Linked DNA regions of Mus musculus: region 2 is linked to region 1. A link is a contact called in public promoter capture Hi-C data. All regions are on one chromosome and are shown on one strand. Each heading gives the region's core, a stretch centred on a gene start, on an enhancer-like site or on the middle of the called end of the contact. The rest is flanking DNA. Distances are from core to core; before and after follow the strand shown. Region 1 has its middle 96 kb from the start of Gm41924. Region 2 overlaps Cdh20 (cadherin 20).

What was found. Promoter capture Hi-C pulls out the DNA fragments that hold promoters and counts their contacts.
Region 2: a contact with region 1 is called in a promoter capture Hi-C map of hippocampal neurons, with 2.3 times the contacts expected there. The contact joins two enhancer-like sites. A contact is called at or near these places in 1 of 39 promoter capture datasets (hippocampal neurons) and 1 of 484 Hi-C or Micro-C datasets (cerebral cortex).

What each region holds. Positions count from the first base shown.
Region 1 is chr1:104,223,325-104,229,881 of GRCm38.p6, reverse strand. No RefSeq gene overlaps it. Among named protein-coding and RNA genes, the nearest start is that of Gm41924, 96 kb to the left of the region's middle. Within about 2 kb of position 2,326, at least 16 of the 459 cell types and tissues checked have an H3K27ac peak or open chromatin away from gene starts, as enhancers often do. A contact at or near this core is called in hippocampal neurons, where this site is marked.
Region 2 is chr1:104,910,239-104,916,267 of GRCm38.p6, reverse strand. All of the region lies in intron 1 of Cdh20 (cadherin 20), which reads right to left. Among named protein-coding and RNA genes, the nearest start is that of Cdh20, 140 kb to the right of the region's middle. Within about 2 kb of position 3,602, at least 8 of the 459 cell types and tissues checked have an H3K27ac peak or open chromatin away from gene starts, as enhancers often do. A contact at or near this core is called in hippocampal neurons, where this site is marked.

The DNA of each region.
Region 1 (6,557 bases), core at 1,077-3,576:
GGAAAGTTTTTAAGCTTAATTAGTAAGCAGAGTTAAATTATTTAACTCTAAAAAGTGTTCAAGACAGTCAGAACTTGAAGAGTGAATAAGTATAACACTAGAGAAAGTGACTACAAGGGCCAATAGAGAAGAAGACAATAGGCATTTGTCTGCAGTGTTTAAATTCTCTGATCAAAGTGGCATTGATTCCACTTAGTCAGGAGAGGAAGAGTAATGGGATGGAGAGAAGGATTCTCAGGACCCTGTGTATTAGAGAGCTTGGATAGGGGAGTTTCTCTCATATTACTGTTTCTCCAAAAGATTCTCATCCAGGTGGTCCTAATAAATGAGAAAGCACTGGTCAGCATTACACTTCTCATTGCCTTACACATTTCATTGACTCTTGTTCATTAAAAGAAAATCTCAGAAGCAGGAACTGTAAGCTTAAAGGTAAATGTTTCTTACTCATTCTTAGCCTCCTACCTGGACGAATCTCCTTTGACTGACCAACACCTCAGAAGGTGAGTGGAAAAGGATGAAGTGTCAACAATTTACAGTGATGCAACAGATAACATACACAAGTCTAGATTTTACAGAACACATTTATTCTGAAACAGCAAAATTACATCATCTAAGAGATTTATAAATGTGGTTAGTGATTGTTGTAGTGTCTTTTAAAATAATTAAAATTTATTTTATTGATTCTTCTATTATGGGATTAAAGCACACAAGAATATAATTAAACAATCGGTCTCATATAATGCTCTAAGATTCTAACTATGATATAATGGAGAAATTGAAGCAATTCACACAATATTATATACCTTTTTCAATAACACATGCATAATTGTGACCTCATTTTGAAAGCATCTTTAATTTAGTAAGTATGTTTGCTGTAGACACAGTCCAATATAGAGACACTGGGCTACAACACAGAATACTTGAGTAGAATTTCCATGGAGATTATGGTTTCATGAATGGCATTCAACTCCCCATAAATGTCCAAAGAAAGTACAATATGTTTTTAAGGAATTTATTTTGTTCATGAGTGTGTGTTGAGGTTATGTCGATAAGATTTTATGAGCTCCACATGCATGCAGGTGCCTACAGAAAGGCAGAGAGCATCAGCGTGCCTGCAGCTTGTATTCACACAATTTTCCAGGACCTGAAATGTATAAACTTTAAAGAATAAGTTGTCTTAACTCTGAGCCATCTCTTGAACTCCAGAATTTCACTCTACTTTATTTTTTTACAGAGTGGCTACCTTTCAGGAATAATCAATGTATATGAAGATATATGCAAAAACATATTGAATTATGGAATAATACAGCTTTAAAAAAACACTGGCTATTTAGAAAATTCGAGATTGATAAGTTGTTTTAGAAAACACATATCAGCAATACTAATTCTCTAAAACAGTTGGGACTCCATCCCAGACTCTCCTATGAGATCATCTTCTGTGCTAAGCCTTCCACCTCTGATAGTACCATGAAGTAAGAGAGTTCTGAGATGTCTGGATGACCTGGGGAGTGAGAGAGAGGGAGCCAAAAACAGAGGGTTTATTAGATTATGCTGAAGATTAGCCTACCCACTGCCACTACAGTTTCTATTTTTTATATTTTTGATTCTTTCCAGGAAAATTCCAGGATAACCCTAATAGCTGTGGAAGCCCATCCTTTCATGTATCTAGACCACTCACAGCTCAAAACAGCTCTTCAAGATTCATAAATTCAGTGCTTTTGGAAGAAGTTATTCACTGCCATTCTGAATCCAGGAGTTTACATCAGTCATTTCAGAATGTTCGAATTATTATGTGTGTATGATAGAAATAATAAATCTGTGATATATACATATATATTTCAAACTGCTTTTATGGAAAAGAGTAAAAACTTAATTTAAAAAAATACAACACAGCTATCTAAAATAGAGTCACCAACTGCTCTTCGTTTGTAAATTTTTGAGAAAAAAAAATTGTCCTAATCATTATGGTCACCGGGACACCTTATAGGAAGATACAGGTCATCACTAGACTTGAGAGTTTGGATTGATAGCCACTTGCCATGTGGATAATGAATATTTAAACAACAGTCTTATGGGATAGTTCTCAGGGTTGTTGTGAGCGTGCTTTGCAGAAGCTTAGAGAAACTGATTTAACAATAGATGATAAGGCTTGAGGAAGAGGTTTCTGTGAGAGCTTTCTGGAAGGTGCCAAATAGTGTGTTAGATTCTCTGTGATTCTTTAACATTGTTGGCTAGACTGACTTTAGAAGCTGACACTGTTTTGATAGCACTCTGGCTCCTGCTCAGGCTGAACATGCATCTGCAATGTACCCAGGGACTGTTTGCTTTGACCGTAAACAGTGACTGAACAACAACTTAGGCCTCAGGTAGAAGAAAGTGATGATGAGAACATTCTTCAAACCTGGTGAGGAAGTGAAGTGGCTTGCAGTCCTGTGTATTACTGCGGCCTGAGCTTCCACTTACAGTTAAAGCTATTTTTCTCTTCTTTCTCTTTTTGGGATTCTTTCAGTTTTCTTTAACACTAAGTTCTGTTTTTTTGCCACTTAAAATTACTCTAGCAGATTAGAAGTATTAAACTTGAGTTAGATGAATAAAAGTGGTAAACACATTTGCCACTAGTGTAGTTGTGCTTTTACAGTCTAAGCACTACAGAGCAATGCCCATTTCCCACCCGCTGTGCTCTGCCTGTCAGATACTGAAACTCACACTGGTTGTTAGGTTTTTACGTACTCCCCACCTACAGCCAGACTTTTGCAAACCATCCACCATATACAATATTGAGCTACAAGCTGTTCTCAGAAAATCCACTCAAAATAGCGGAGGAGCAGCTGCTCCTGTGATATTTTCAACAGGAAGAAATTTGTATCTGGCATCACAGGCTGGGTTTGCATAGAAAGAGGCAAATGAAGCCCTTCATTTCAGCTGAGATCACTGGCCCCTCATTCTCTGACTCCAATTCCTGTATGTGGAAAATGTGGGCAGGGAAATGAAAAGATGGCTCTGGAAAAACTATGCCTCATTTTCTGTTTATTTGTATCTCATAGTTTTGCAGCTGATATGTACACGTAGATTAACAAGAGCTAATTTGAGGGCATAAATTAGTGGTTGGGTAGAGAGGCCAGTAGAATCCAATTAGCATTTTGTGAGTCATTTATCTAACATAACACTGAGTGGAAGGGCTTTAAGCACAGGAGGTATCATTAACATGCTGCACGCTACATCTTCTCTTGAAATTTAACGGCTTTAAGAAATTCTGCAAGTAGGGTTCAGTATCCTCAAACTTTTGAGTTCGCTATTAAAAGTCTCTTCTTGTCCCTTCCTTCTTGAAACTCCCCAGGAAGCATTTGACAGAACACTGTGGCTGTCAGTGCTGGAATGGAACAATTAGATTTCAAGGATGCAATTAGTCTAATATTAGAGCATTAAGAACTCAAAATCATGACATCTGAGACCAGGAAGCTATGAACTAGCAATTAAGAAACTACTTTGTACTTACTATTTCCCGGAAAGAATGTATTTGTGTATTTCCTGTGTGGCAATGTTTATTCACCATACAATTAGTTATCAGTTACATACTTGAGTCTCTAACTTGACTCTAGAAGAGCTTGAAATGCCGGGTACAAAGAATACTGTTGTAATAGCCATAAGGAGCGCACATTGCCAAAATTGTCTTGTGCTTCTGAAATAACTCTTATGCTGCAAATCAAACTGAGCTACAAATGACTACACTCCATGTGACATGCTGGGGGAATCACATCAAGAATTGTAAGTTATTAGAGATTTTACATGGGCACCATGTAAAGTTAAGGGAGTTCTGTTGTGATTTATCATTAATTAACATCCACTGCTTATATTTCCAAGTGTTTTGCTGTCACACTGCATGCTGTTGTGAAAACCGTAAATGCTATCAATATTCCTGCATTTATCTAAGCCCCAGCTGATTAAGGTGTGATTATTTGTCACCTTCTCACTTCACTATGAGATTCGGAATGAACATCACTTCTATCATAAATAGCCATGTAGTGAATTATGCTGAGTAACTGCTGATTTTAAGAGCTCAGGGGAAAACAGTACTATTTTAATTAAAAGAGAGGAAAGGAAGACTAAATTGAAGCACGTGGGGCTGCTCTCTGCAAATAAAAACAGATTGTAAAGGTTATGAGTTTCGAGGGACCAGTCATAATTTATTTTCCCTCACAGAGTTTAGATGAGGAAATGATGGTCTCTGGAAAAAAAAAATGGATGATCTCTGTTTAGGAGATAAAGACTTCCCATGACCTTTCCCCCATTGATTTCTCTGTCTCCTTGCTTTCCTCAGTGATACACAAATTTACACAAATATATACATGAATATAATTGTACTGATATTTATTATCTCTTTTTAATGTGTAACTTGCAGTTTTTTTTTCTGGTGTGCCAAAACAGGATTATTTTACAGAACAAGGCAAAGAATAAGCCCTCATCCCATAATAACATAATAGCATTATGTAGGCTATTTGAGGCTAAGAACCATGGAGACAACCTAGTCCGACATTCCATCATATGTGATTTTGATGTAGCTTGACACAAGTCCTATCTAATGTTATGAAGGTAAAGAATTGGCACTATTACACCCACTATAGAACTTAACTGCCAAGTGTTGTTTGTCTATAATGTAAATCACTGGTGTTTGCAGGATAGATATACTTTCTACCAGTTAGAATTAGTACAGCTTAGAAGCCAATGCTAATGGAGAAGCTAAGGATTATACAGAGATTCATCGTTGTAAGAAAGGTCACAGCACTAGACAAAGTGGAAGTGAACCTAATTTGATTCATGATTCTGAAAGTTTAGGGTGACACAGTGCTTCCAGTATTTTTTCTTATCCTCTGAATGTGTTGAGGTGATCACCAAAAGTATTTCTACTCCTGGGCCTAACAGTCTGTTGGCACAGAGAGCGTGTGTTGTAAAACAGATGAACTAGAAAACAAGTGCCTGACTGAATGTGCAGAATCTCTGCCTCCTAGGCATTTAGGATCAGTGAATAAACCACACATTTTAGATACCTGAGGAATAGTACTAAACTCAGAGGCAATGTCCTCTAATAGGGGAAGAAGCTTTCTTTAGTAATGGAGGAGATTTGTCCCAGAAGAACAAAACCGGACTCCTATAAATGCCTATCTATATTGTTTTATAACACATTCTGAATATTTCTAACCTTTTTTTTTTTTTTTTTTTCCACGACACCCGGCTTCATTTTTATTTTTAATTTTTCGGTGCTTGGAATTTCAGGATTGTTGAACTGAGGCCTCACATGCAAAGGCTTACCTTTTAGATCCTTAGCCTTGCTGTGGAAGCAGTGCGAGTTTTCCCTATATTTCTTTAATCCTGAGTGCTGGGATTAAATGCATGTACCACTCTGTCTTTAATCCTGAGTGCTGGGATTAAATGCATGTGCCACTCTGTCTCGGTGTGGTTTTGTCTTGATTTATTTTTTACTGGGTTTTTGTTGTTGTTGTTGTTTTATTGTGTGTGTGTTTTTTTTTTAATTTTTGATTTTGGGTTTTTTTGTTTGGTGTGTGTGTGTGTGTGTGTGTGTGTGTGTGTGTGTGTGTACAAGTGTGCTATGGAATGGAGCCAGCATCTTGGAATGGAGCCAGCACCTTGCATGGTAGCTACTCTATCACTGAGCTGTATCTTGCAGAACCTGTTCCCCTCCTCCCCCTCCCCCTGCTGGGAGTATAAGTATATTCCAGCATGCCTTTCATATGTTTTTGTTTTTCAGTTTCGTTTGCTGAAAAAAGAGAAATTCTTTTTTTTTTTTCCATTTTTTATTAGGTATTTAGCTCATTTACATTTCCAATGCTATACCAAAAGTCCCCCTTACCCACCCACCCCCACTCCCCTACCCACCCACTCCCCCCCTTTGGCCCTGGCGTTCCCCTGTACCGGGGCACACAAAGTCTGCGTGTCCAATGGGCCTCTCTTTCCAGTGATGGCCGACTAGGCCATCTTTTGATACATATGCAGCTAGAGTCAAGAGCTCAGGGGTACTGGTTAGTTCATAATGTTGTTCCACCTATAGGGTTGAAGATCCCTTTAGCTCCTTGGGTACTTTCTCTAGCTCCTCCATTGGGAGCCCTGTGATCCATCCATTAGCTGACTGTGAGCATCCACTTCTGTGTTTGCTAGGCCCCGGCATAGTCTCACAAGAGACAGCTACATCTGGGTCCTTTCGATAAAATCTTGCTAGTATATGCAATGGTGTCAGCGTTTGGATGCTGATTATGGGGTGGATCCCTGGATATGGCAGTCTCTACATGGTCCATCCTTTCATCTCAGCTCCAAACTTTGTTTCTGTAACTCCTTCCATGGGTGTTTTGTTCCCACTTCTAAGGAGGGGCATAGTGTCCACACTTCAGTCTTCATTTTTCTTGAGTTTCATGTGTTTAGGAAATTGTATCTTATATCGTGGGTATCCTAGGTTTTGGGCTAGTATCCACTTATCAGTGAGTACATATTGTGTGAGTTCCTTTGTGATTGTGTTACCTCACTCAGGATGATGCTCTCCAGGTCCA
Region 2 (6,029 bases), core at 2,353-4,852, 690 kb before region 1:
CTGTACTTCACCTTCCCCAAGAATCTCATTGTATGCTATGTATCTGAAACTTTTCATTTTTACTTCTGTGTATAGAGTTCAGCAAGGCCAGAGAGATCATCCATTTTCTAATTATTCAACCATTGAGTAGGTCATTCTTCAGAATGGAAAAAATGTGTGCTGTTCAGTCTATACTCTCTTCTGCTTCCATTAGGATGAAAGAAAAGCATCTGAGAATAGATTTTAAAACTGACCTCACCCCACCCCACCCCTCCAGCTCATTTCTGCATCTTGAAAATAAGTGACTTTTTCCAGGAGAAGTCATTTAGACTTTGCTCAAGACCTGAGTTACTTGTTTTTCTAGAAGGTAGGAAGGTAGACTAGATAGAAAATGATACTCTGGAAATCAATCTGGAGGTTCCTCAGAAAATTGGAAATAGATCTACCTGAAGACCCACCTATACCACTCTTGTGAACATACCCAAAAGATGCTGCACCATGCCACAGGGCACGTGTTCCCCTATGTTCATAGCACCCTTATTTGCGATAGACAGAAGCTGGAAACAACCCAGATGTCCCACGACAGAAGAGTAGCTCTTGAAAATGTGATTCATTTACACAATGGAATACCACTCAGCTATTAAGAATGAGGACATCCTGAGTTGTGCAGGCAAATGGATGGAACTAGAAAATAGTACCATGAGTGAGGTAACCCAGACCCAAAAGGACATGTATGAACTCCAGGGATGGAATGGAAACGAAAAGAAGGTCTAGTGACAGGCCCAATGTGGGATCCAGTTCAAGGGGCAGTCCTAAGGCCTTGTAGTGAGGTTATGAAGAGCTCACCAAAAGGGACCTAGCATGACCACACTTCAGAAGACCCAACAAGCAGCTGAAAGAGTCAGATGCAGGTATTTTCACCCAATCAATGGACAGAAGCTGCTGACCCTTATGCTTGAATTAGGGAAAGACTGAAAGAAGCAGAGGAAGGCAACACTGTAGGAGGACCAGCAGTCTCAATTAATCTGGACCCCCCAAGATCTCTCAAACACTGGACCACCAACCAGGCAGCAAACACCAGCTGATATGAGGCCCCCAACACACATATAGCAGAGGACTACTGAGTCTGTTCAATCAGAGATGATGCACCTCACCCTCAAGAGACTGGAGGCCCCAGGGAGCTTAGAGGTCAGGTGGTGTTGGGGTGGGGGTGGGAACGTCCTTGTGGAAACAGGGGGTGGGAAGGAGGCATGGGATGTGGAACAGTTGGAGGGTGGATGGGGGTGGGGGAGGATAAAATCTGGAGTGTAAAAAAATAAAAGAGAAAGAAAAATATAAAAGAAAGAAAGAAAGAAAGAAGAAAGAAAGAAAAAGAAAGAAAGGAAGAAAGAAAGGAAGGAAGGAAGGAAGGAAGAAAAGGAAGAAAGAAAAGAAGAGAAGAGAAAAGAAAAGAAAAGAAAAGAAAAGGAAAGAAAAGGAAGGAAGAGGAAAAGATGAGGGCACCTGGCTCCAAGGAAGAACTTATTCCTTGGACATGACCTTATGTATAAACATCTCCCTTCTGCTGTGAATATAAAACAAGACAACTATTAAGAAAAAGCCTGGGTTTGATGGTTGTATATGGGGATGTTCACAGTCATCTATTGGATGGAACACAGGGCCCCTAATGAAGGAGCCAGAGAAAGTACCCAAGGAGCTAAAGGGGTCTGCAACCCTATAGGAGGAATAACAATACGAACTAACCAGTAACCCCCCCGAGCTGTGTCTCTAGTTGAATATGTAGCAGAGGATGGCCTAGTCGGCCATCAATGGGAGAAGAGGCCCTTGGTATTGCGAAGATCATATGCCCCAGTACAGGGGAATGCCAGGGCCAGGATGTGGGAGTGGGTGGGTTGGGGAGCAGGGCAGGAGAAGGGTATAGGAGGCTTTGGGGATAGCATTTGAAATGCAAATGAAGAAAATATCTAATAAAAAATGCCTTAAAAAAAAAGAAAAAGTCACCGTCTTTCCTGTGTTGGAAAGCCTCCACATGCCATTTCAAAAAGAAGTGCTATTTCAGCCTTCTCCTAAAAGACCTCTTTTTTTCATCTTAATGTAATATATTTCTTTCACCTTTTGATGGGAACTTGGTGTTTTTTTTTAAAATAAAGTTACATACTTGTTTCAGTAAAATTATACTTCAGACTGAATTTCAGTGGTATTTCATCTGAGCAGTTTAATTTGGTTGAATTAATGTGCAGCTGCGCCTGAGTGGGTGTGTGTGTGTGGCAATGGTAGTGGGGAAAGAGAGAGAGAGAGAGAGAGAGAGAGAGAGAGAGAGAGAGAGAGAGAGAGAGAGAGAGAGAGCCCAACCTCCAAGCATAACCCTCAGAGTCATGACAGTAATCTTTTTTTAATAGTAAAAGTATATTTAGCTGCAAAGTGTGAAATATAAAATAACCTCAATATTACACAATGTATTATTATACAATGATTTACTTTCCCATGGTAAAATTGTTGCTGGTCACATCTTTATTTTATTCTGTTTGCATTCATTTTTTTCTTGATAATTTGTTATTCTCCCTGCAGTCTTTCAGATCCGTGTGTCTCTGCTTCCCATTATGAGTGGACAGTCCTGCATGTGTGTATGTGGCTGAACACCTCTGAAGAGAAGCAGGCTCTTTTGAACCCAGGTCACCTCTGTGTCATTCAGCACCAAAGGGCAGGGCCTGCCTCACAGTAAGAACTTTGTATTCATTGATAGAACACATTGAATGCAGGTGCATCTTTCCTTTCCCCCGTTAGCTGGAAAATGAAGAGACTAAGAGAACAAGGTCTCTGCCATCACTGAATGAACTCAGCGTGGTCATATTGAGCATCTGAATGTACAGCACACACACACATATAGCTAACCAGCAGGGGGGACACAAAGTAATATGATGGGCTGATGCTTCTTCTGTGTGTATTTGGTCAAGACCAGCAAATACAAAACTCAAATGCTTCTCACTAGATATCAGTGAGAAAAATGGTCTTTGGTAACGAATCTGGATATAGGGTAAAAGAACCCATTTAGAATTGATCTCTTGTGTTTAGTGCATACATACTTGTGTGCATGCATACATATGATGGTTATATAGTTGTATTACTTGTTATGTGTGGGATATGTGCACGGGTATGTGGAGGAGCACACACCCATTCCTGTGTCTGTGGAAGCCCAGGTTGATGTGGGATATCATCCTGATGACATTCCATTTTATTTTTGAGTGAGGGTTTCTACTGAACCCAGAACTTGACGTTTGAGCTAGACTGGCCAGCCAGCCTCAGGTCCTGAGGCCAAGCACCAGGCACTGAGCATGTCCTAGGACCCTGGCTATGTGTTTTCATTCACTGATTTTATATGCATACAAGGTAGCTGGGAACAATAATATATATGTGCAAATGTAACCTCAGAGAGCTGTATCAGTTTGGGTAGTTTTGACACTCATCCACATTTATACTCCAAAGACTGCTTCTTATCTACAACATGCCATGGGCCTTCTTTCAGAATTCTCTCACTCTAATGAAAGATTGCATCAGCATGAGGGTCACATATGCAAACGTGACTGCAGTGTTATTGTCCCTCAAGGATGATTGTGAGGGAAGGAGAGGGGAGGCTAGGCTTCTGCCAAACTGGGCAGCAAGCCTGTATCAAAACTGCTAAGGCAGCCAGACCACCTGTCTGCATGACAGCCAGTCTGTATTTTTAAAATAGTGTTATTTATATAAACATTTGGAAGTGTGCGTATGTGTTAAATCTCATTCAACAGGAGTGAGGTTTGCTCAGCTGCTTTCCAGAGTGACCGGGGGCAGACAAAATGGGGCTCCAGTCAACAGAAAGACTTTCCACCTGCCCTCTGCTCTGCTTGCAAATCGCCAGCCAGACCAACGGTTTCAGCTTTGTTCATTTTTTTTTCTGTCTTGTTCTGATCTGAAGCAGAAGCTGACATGAAACAAACATGGCATTTCCTTTTGAAAATTGAATCCTGAAATTGGCTTCATCTTTCCAGAAGCGCAGGCCTGTTGCTGTGCGTCCCAGCTCTCTGAATGTCATAACGACTTTGCAGATAAAGCTCCAGATTTGGAGCAATTACCACAGTTTTCTGTGGGATTTTTCCCAGAGAGGGGGAGGTGTTTGTTTGGGGTGGTCATCTGCAACGGTTTGAATGGAAATGGGTTTCCCTCTGTAGAAAGCAGGAAGTAAAACAGAGGACCACATTAAAACCACTACTCTTCCCTACCCTTTTATTAGTACATATTTAAAGGGAACTTAGCAAAATTTGAAGTCATGTAAACAAGTTTTCTTCAAGAACTACATTACTGTCACCTAGAAGCCAGCGTATGCAATAAGTGGCCTTAGGGACCCAACAAGTCGTGGTCGAGGGCACTCTCCACAACTGAAGTGATGATTATGGTAAGTAGAGTCCCATGGACATTATGTGTGCGGTGTGGATGGCATCGCATTTTTATTTAAGCCAACTTCCACCACAGTGATTTAAAATAGGAAGACTTAAAGGGGCAATGAGAGGACAGAAAAGAAGAGCTAGAGCAGAGGAGCTGGAGGCAGAGCCCATTAACAGTGTCTCAGTGGCATAGATACTGAAAAGGGAAAGCAGGAGAAAAGAATGATGAACACACACACACACACACACACACACACACACACCCTACACACACAAGCCAAAAAAGGGAGCTCCCTCACAATATCCTTAGCATAGTTTGGAGCATTGAATTGTTATGAGCTGTGAGGAAAATGGGCTGTTTGGGAAGAAGACGGGGTCTGAAAACCTTGCATACCACATGGTGTTACCATCTCTGCCCATAGTGAAACTTGCAAGTAACTCAGCTTCACTTGGGATAGACAAATGCTCTTACAGATGCAGTTGAAGCAAGCCGATTAATCATGGGAGTAGTGACAAAGAAGGGACACATGATACCCACAGAACTTGGTTTTCCAGAGTATACAACCTACTTTGATATGCAGATGGAATTTTATGTTGTAATCTCCATTTTCTTCACAGGCTTTGTGATCATGGGCAATTATTTAACCTCTTTGTACTTTCTTCGTCGTACCTGCACAATGGAAGTAATAGAAGCCAGTCCCCCAGCAATCACCCAAGTCACTGGCAAAGCTCTGGGGCTGGAGCACTGGAACACAGGGATGCTGAGCAAACACCAACTGCTAGTACTAGAAGGGAAAGCAGCTCTGCTTTCAGTACTCCAGCTTAGATTCTGCGGTTGTGCTCTGGAAATTATTTTAATTGTTCCCGTGGCTCAGAGAGTTTTTTCATACACAGAAGTGTAAGCTGCTACATGTATGAAATTACCTTACAAACTGCCAAAGCACACTTGTTCTGTGTACAGCTCAATTGATATGCAAGGGAAGGTATGGTCTTTCCCAAGGTAGGAAACACAATAATCTTAGGGTGTAAACCATAATATACAACTTTCTCCATAATTATCTGGATGTTTCTGTCATGTGATTGGAGCTTTCCAACTTAGAATTTCATGTCAGGTGTTGGTTAACAGTGGTGGCTTCCCGAAGACTGTTAACGTTGTAAGCTTGCTATTTGGTGGATCCTGGGAAATGGAATCTCTTTAGCATTAGGCTATAAAGTCTTATCTTCACTGTCACATGAATGCTATTTTTCCACTTTTTTTTCCAGAAAGCAAACCTCTAAATGTCACAAACATGATTCTCCACTGTGACTATAGAACTGTTAATGTTCTCAAGAGGATAGGGAGAAAAACTATACCATATGTGATTCTCCAGTGATAGACTAGGAAGCACATTTTGCAATAAAATTATTTGCATATGATCCTAATGCAACAATCTGATGAAAATATCTACGTGATGTTTCCCTGGTGAACTCACCACTACATAGAGAGACTAAGAGTTAGCATTGGACACTCTTGAGGGTTTCAGTTCAGCATTTCTCCTTGCCAAAGGATGGGTCCCTGCAGTCTTATTGCTACCAGCGGATTCTGCCTCTTATCCAAGTCTAAGAAAGTTTTGGAGTTGGGGCAACTGGGAC